Linked DNA regions of Anas platyrhynchos: region 2 is linked to region 1. Evidence: chromatin contacts called from public Hi-C data. All regions are on one chromosome and are shown on one strand. The core of a region is the stretch at or near the end of the contact, and the rest is flanking DNA. Distances in the headings are between cores, read along the strand shown.

The links. A called contact is a pair of places that touch in the nucleus more often than the background predicts.
Region 2: a contact with region 1 is called in a Hi-C map of liver, with 2.2 times the contacts expected there. The contact joins two enhancer-like sites. A contact is called at or near these places in 2 of 8 Hi-C or Micro-C datasets (liver and skeletal muscle).

Annotation. Positions count from the first base shown.
Region 1 is chr1:176,742,436-176,745,135 of IASCAAS_PekinDuck_T2T, forward strand. No RefSeq gene overlaps it. Among named protein-coding and RNA genes, the nearest start is that of CCDC122, 110 kb to the left of the region's middle. Within about 2 kb of position 1,261, at least 2 of the 8 cell types and tissues checked have an H3K27ac peak or open chromatin away from gene starts, as enhancers often do.
Region 2 is chr1:176,851,924-176,854,623 of IASCAAS_PekinDuck_T2T, forward strand. It overlaps LOC119715568 (a long non-coding RNA gene), which reads left to right. Exons shown (of 3, transcript XR_011806413.1): 3 at 1-2,700. Among named protein-coding and RNA genes, the nearest start is that of TSC22D1, 81 kb to the right of the region's middle. Within about 2 kb of position 1,343, at least 1 of the 8 cell types and tissues checked has an H3K27ac peak or open chromatin away from gene starts, as enhancers often do.

The sequences.
Region 1 (2,700 bases), core at 11-2,510:
TAGTTTTTCGGTGAAGACACAGAAATCAGTGTTCATTTCTTTATTCTTGTTTTGGCAAGTGATGTTACCCTTTGCTCAGATCCCCTACTACCTGTCTTCACTGGCAGCATAACAAGTTGGGAGCTGGCTCCCTGCTTGCTGAGAAACACGTTCCTCTTTTGAGCTTAAGCATTGCAATCACTGAGGCATCTAAGTCAGGCAGTTCTCGTAGATGGCTTGGAAAAAAGTGGTCAATGTTTTTATGCTTCATTTCAGTAGACATAACAATGCTTTCTTCTCCTTTATCTTTCCTGCCTTTATTAGGTTGTACTTTCTGCAGAGAATCTGTTTACTACTCAGTGTTATCTTAATATAATAAATAAATATATGGTGGTACAGTATTATGGGATATATATGATACCATAAAGATAGATAGATAGTTACATACATACACAGTGTGAAGGATAGTAGGCAAAATACAGGTTCTTATTTTTGCTTGAATTATTCCTGTTAGAGGTACCCTGATGACTTCTAACCTTTTGTTAAATTAAATTACTAAAGCAGTCTCCTGAATGTGTAGCCTTCACAAAACAACGATCATGAAACAGATGAGAAGCTTGGGGACTTTCCATTCTTCCTGTAAACAATATCTGCATGGGTTGTTACAACATCATCCATTAATGCTGGTTCACGTGGAAAGGGGTGGGATGAAATTGCATGTTGCTGAAAATCCAAACAAAACGAAGTCTTCTTTTATGATCTTCTAAAAGGATGCATCTTCACGCCCTTTAAGTGTCAAAGTTTTCAGATAAAAAAGGCTTGGCAAATTGGTAAATAGGGTAATTTTCTCTAAACACATGCTATAAAAACCTGACAGATTTTTTCCAAGCTTAGGAAAAAGAGTGAAACCAGAATGGTTATTTCACATAGAAAGTAAATCCCTTACTAGTCAATCTTTCTGATGGGAAAGGAAATTATTATATAGACCTGGCCGGGCACCATCACATATTCCGTCAGAAATACTTCTGTGGGCAGAGACCCACAAACCTACAGTATGAAGGGATAGATCAAGAGACCACCGTGTCCGCTGGAGGGATTACAGTACAGTACTTTACAGCAATACATCGCTTTGCCAGCCCGTCTAAAGTTACAGCATTTCCGTAATCCACGTAATACGCTGAAGAGTTATTAAGTTTGAGTAAACCAAACACCAGTGGGTGTGACAGCCATGTGGCAAGTGCTTGACTCAGACGTCTACCACAGAGCTTGAATTTCTCATATATTTTTGTACTCCTCAGTGAGGACAACAAGCAAGGCTGGAACTTATTGGTCAAGGGCTCAGTGGGCTGTGTCGGGATGACTAAACACTTGTCCTGGCTGTGGCACCAATCCTTGACTAATCTCTCCGTGCCTGAGGTTTCAGCCTTTCCGATTGCTTTGTTCTCGGGCACCATTCCCAGCAGGAGAAGAGAAATGTTGTCTGTGGAATAATTCCCCCAAGTGAACAAAGACTTAGCTAAATGTGTTGTGACACGGGAATAGAAACACAAGGGGAAAAAGTAGGAGGTTGTTTAAATTTGCTACAAACAACAATAGCCTGTGTATGCTGACAAGACGTAGCACAGTTTCTGACATAATGGATCAGTTGTGTCCTCTCGTTCTGCCGATCCAGGTCAGTGAGTCTTGCAGCATAAGGTGCCCCACAGGTTTAGCTGTTTTCAGGAGCTAGATCTTAGTTGTGATACTGGAAATGCTCAGGTGACTTTGCTGTTATGCAGAGTGATATGAACAATGAACTTTGTGAAGAAGCCCAGAGATAATGGGGAGTGACTGAAGCTTAGCACGAATCCACTCTTGGGTGTCATGCTGTTTATAGACTGTGTCCATTCAAGCAAGGCAAAGCCTCTCCTTCTGGGGAATCTGTCATTCTTTAATGGTGTTATTTGGCTTTAATAATTAACCCCACTTATTGATATAGCTGTTTTGATTTATTTACTTTAAGAACTGGGGATTTTTCAGACTCTTCTTAGAATAACAGCTCTCTGCTCAGTACAGCGTATGGTAATTTGCAGTTCCCAGATAAATGGGCTCTGAGCTTTGACTCACCTACCAGGGACTCTTTGCCATACAAATAACAGCAGAATATGTGAGGTGTTTGTAGGCTCACCAGTTCCTATTTTATAGTATGAAGGTTTGTTGACTGATACTTCCAGAACTGTGGCAGTAGTGAAAAATGCATAAACATGACTCTTGTTTTCTTGTGTTTGTAGGTGATGTGTTCAATAAAGTATGAGCCAAATTAAGCTGTTACAGTGCACAAGCTGAGTGCCCTAAAGGTAGCTAAACCTCACTCCATTTCAGACCAAAATATAAAATTTTAAGCCAAAGAAATCTTTCAAAAAATAAATGGCTTAACAAAAACTGTGATCACTTTCTATAAATATTTTTGGTCTGTGTATTCAGATCATCACAGCTATACTAACTCTACTAATAAACTTTATTTTGCATTATTAACTCTGGTGCCAATTTAAATCTTGAACTGGGAAGCAGATCCTGGAGTGAGTTGATTGTTAGCTAACATAGTGAAAGTCTCATAATGAACTAAAGCCTATCAGTAACAGCAGTTACTGATTTAGCTGTATGATTAACTGCAACTGTTAGGAACTACCTTTCAATGAGTAACTAAAAAGATTTCAGCCTTATCTGTGGGCTGTTTTGCTC
Region 2 (2,700 bases), core at 93-2,592, 110 kb after region 1:
TCATCTCAGCACTTTTGTATTGCCCTGATCCCTGTTTCTTTTTTCTCCCAGGCAAGTGTTCAACCTCCTTCCCCGCCGACCAAAGAAATACCAAAGCAAGCCACCCCCCGGGGCAGCAAAGCCTGCAGCGAGCTGCGAGCCACGCGCGTTCCCGCTGCCCACCTCTGCTTTTCGCTTCTCTTCTGGTTCGAGGTTTTTGTCAGCAGCACCTTTTCTAAAAAGGAGCCCACACAAACCTCCCTCCTGACTGCTTTCACTTGCGAGCCTTAGAAACAGCCCTTAGAAACACTCTGAAGGAGGCCATGAAAGCTCTCCTCAGCCTCTTTTAGGGCCTTTGTCAACAAGGCCGTGACGTGGGCCTGGGGACCGGCCTGACACAGCTCGGGGGACACATTTATCTCCAGGGCACGACTCCAAACAGCCCCCTGTGAGACACAGGAGCTTGCTGCAAGCCTCTGTAGGCCACCACCATGAGGTCAGTGCCCCAGGAGCAGGGACAAGGCCACGGATGAGGAGGACAAGGGGACAAGGCCATGGACGAGGCAGGGAGCAGAGCCCCCGCAGGCTGTGGCCAGTTTCATGGAGCTCACTCACGAGTTTAAGCTCATATCTAATTGAATTGCAGATGGCTTTTCTGATGGCTATCTGGGAGCAAAGCTTTGATTAAAGCGGCAGCGGAGAGGCAGAACAGGCTTGTTGTTCCCAGTAATAAAACTGATGGAAGGAGGAACGACCACTTACTGCAGGCTCCACGGGGAGCATAAAGCAGGCAGATACTTTAAACACGATTTTATTTTTATTATGACTTTTTTTTTTTTCTTTTGATTTTTGAGATTTGACAGCTCAGCACAAACCCCCAGCTTCCAGCTCCTAGAGATACAGAACACACGGAGGGCTGGAAAGCAGCTGACCGTCACCGAAAGGCTCCACAAACAAACTCACCCCCGTCCCTTCCCATACTCCTTGATGAACAACAGATCCGCTTTCTGTTCCGAAGGCCAGATACGTTTGTTGCTCTTTATTTTGTTTTTAGAGGCTGGCAATTTCTCTGCTCCATCCTTTTGTCGCTTCCAAGAATCAGGTGGCTTGGCCCTGAGGTCGCACACGCTAGATCTCAGCCTCTTGAGATCTTCTGGTGCCTTCAGAGCTCCGAAGAGGGAGAAGTTCAGAAGAGCTCCCAGCCCACCCAAACTAGAAAACTAAACTGAAGCGTTATGGGTTGTTGTTTTTTTTCCCCCCTCATGACGACTTGAACCACATCCAATGCACATTACCACATACACATCGCTGAAAAACCACCCCCACCCAACGCAGCTGAAGAATCAAAGCTGAACTTCGAGCTGACCTAAAAACCTGGCTCAGCTCAGGAACACGGTGTCAGAGGACTGCACTCCCCTTCCACAGCTGGCTGTGCACAAACCGAAGCCACATTAGGTCCTGGGGGCCTCTCGGCCGCGTCCTGCTTCAACTTTCTCTTGCCTCTTGGCCTTGCACAACTCTCCCGGGGGCACCTCGATGAACAACAACAACAACAACCTGGGGCTGAGTTTCAAGGAAAGTCCTTGGAGGTTTGCTGGTTTTCCCTTTTGAACTGTTGCCCTTTTCCGATGTATTTACAATGTAAGGAAGTCAGTTTATTCACGGGTTGGCTTTTAACTTCATTGTTGAGCTTGGCCTTGCTCCTGTTGGAAATTGGACCCTGATTCAGGAGGGCAGCTGCCAGTGTCTGCTGGAAACTCCTTGCCACGGGATTTTCAAACATGTTGCTTGTTGGCCCAGCTCAGCACAAAGTAAATGCAGGAGGAAGAGCCCTGCTTACTCATCGCAGGAAAAGAGGCAAGCGTTTCGCAGAGTAGCCTCAAACACACATCGCCAACTCCTGAGCTTGTTCCAGGCTTCCCAGGAGCTCCCTCCAGCAGCCAGCCAGGGCTCAGTTTCGCACATCTGAAGTTACACTGTCCAGCGGGGACAGAGTTGGGCCAACTGCCAGCCCCCAGCCTCGGCCTTGCGATTTGTTTCAGGTCCACCCCAGCAGAAACCTCTCCAGAAAGTTAAAACGCGTCATCCCAAAGAGAAAAGCAAGAAATATTTCAACATCTCAGATGCCAACTGCTACTACTCACGAGGCTCCGTTAAGCCAAGCGAGCTCGAGTACTGCTATTCTACCCCACAAAGAATAAAGATATATATATATTTTGTCTTAAACTCAATATACGCACCGTGGAGCTACAGAATTCAAGGGTGGCGATTCCCAAACAGCCTCGCTGGGCTCCTTCTCCAGCTGAAAGAGGAGAAGCCGCCTTCCAGGCACTGATTTATTCCATAAGGATTGGGGAGAGGCATCTCTGAGACCCCGCACTTACTGCGCTGATGCTGGGAGGTGTCGTCTGGATGCTCTTGGGATGGTTTTCAGACACATAATGGAAGCCTATTTCTCTTCCCCAGCTATTTACAAAGCCCTCATTTTGGACAACCTGCACTTGCCTTAGAATTATTTGCCAATCTCTTTTTTTTTTTTTTTTTTAAAGCAATTAGGGAAAAATAGCAAGTTGTGCTCGGCGATAATTCGCTTACCTCAGTTCATCATGTTGCTGTTAAAAATAAAGCAAGCGTGCGGCTAAATGTCAAGAAGGTAAATGACAAACAGTTTGAATATAGCCTGAAGAGCTACTGAGCGGCAGATAGGCAGAGATTAGGAAG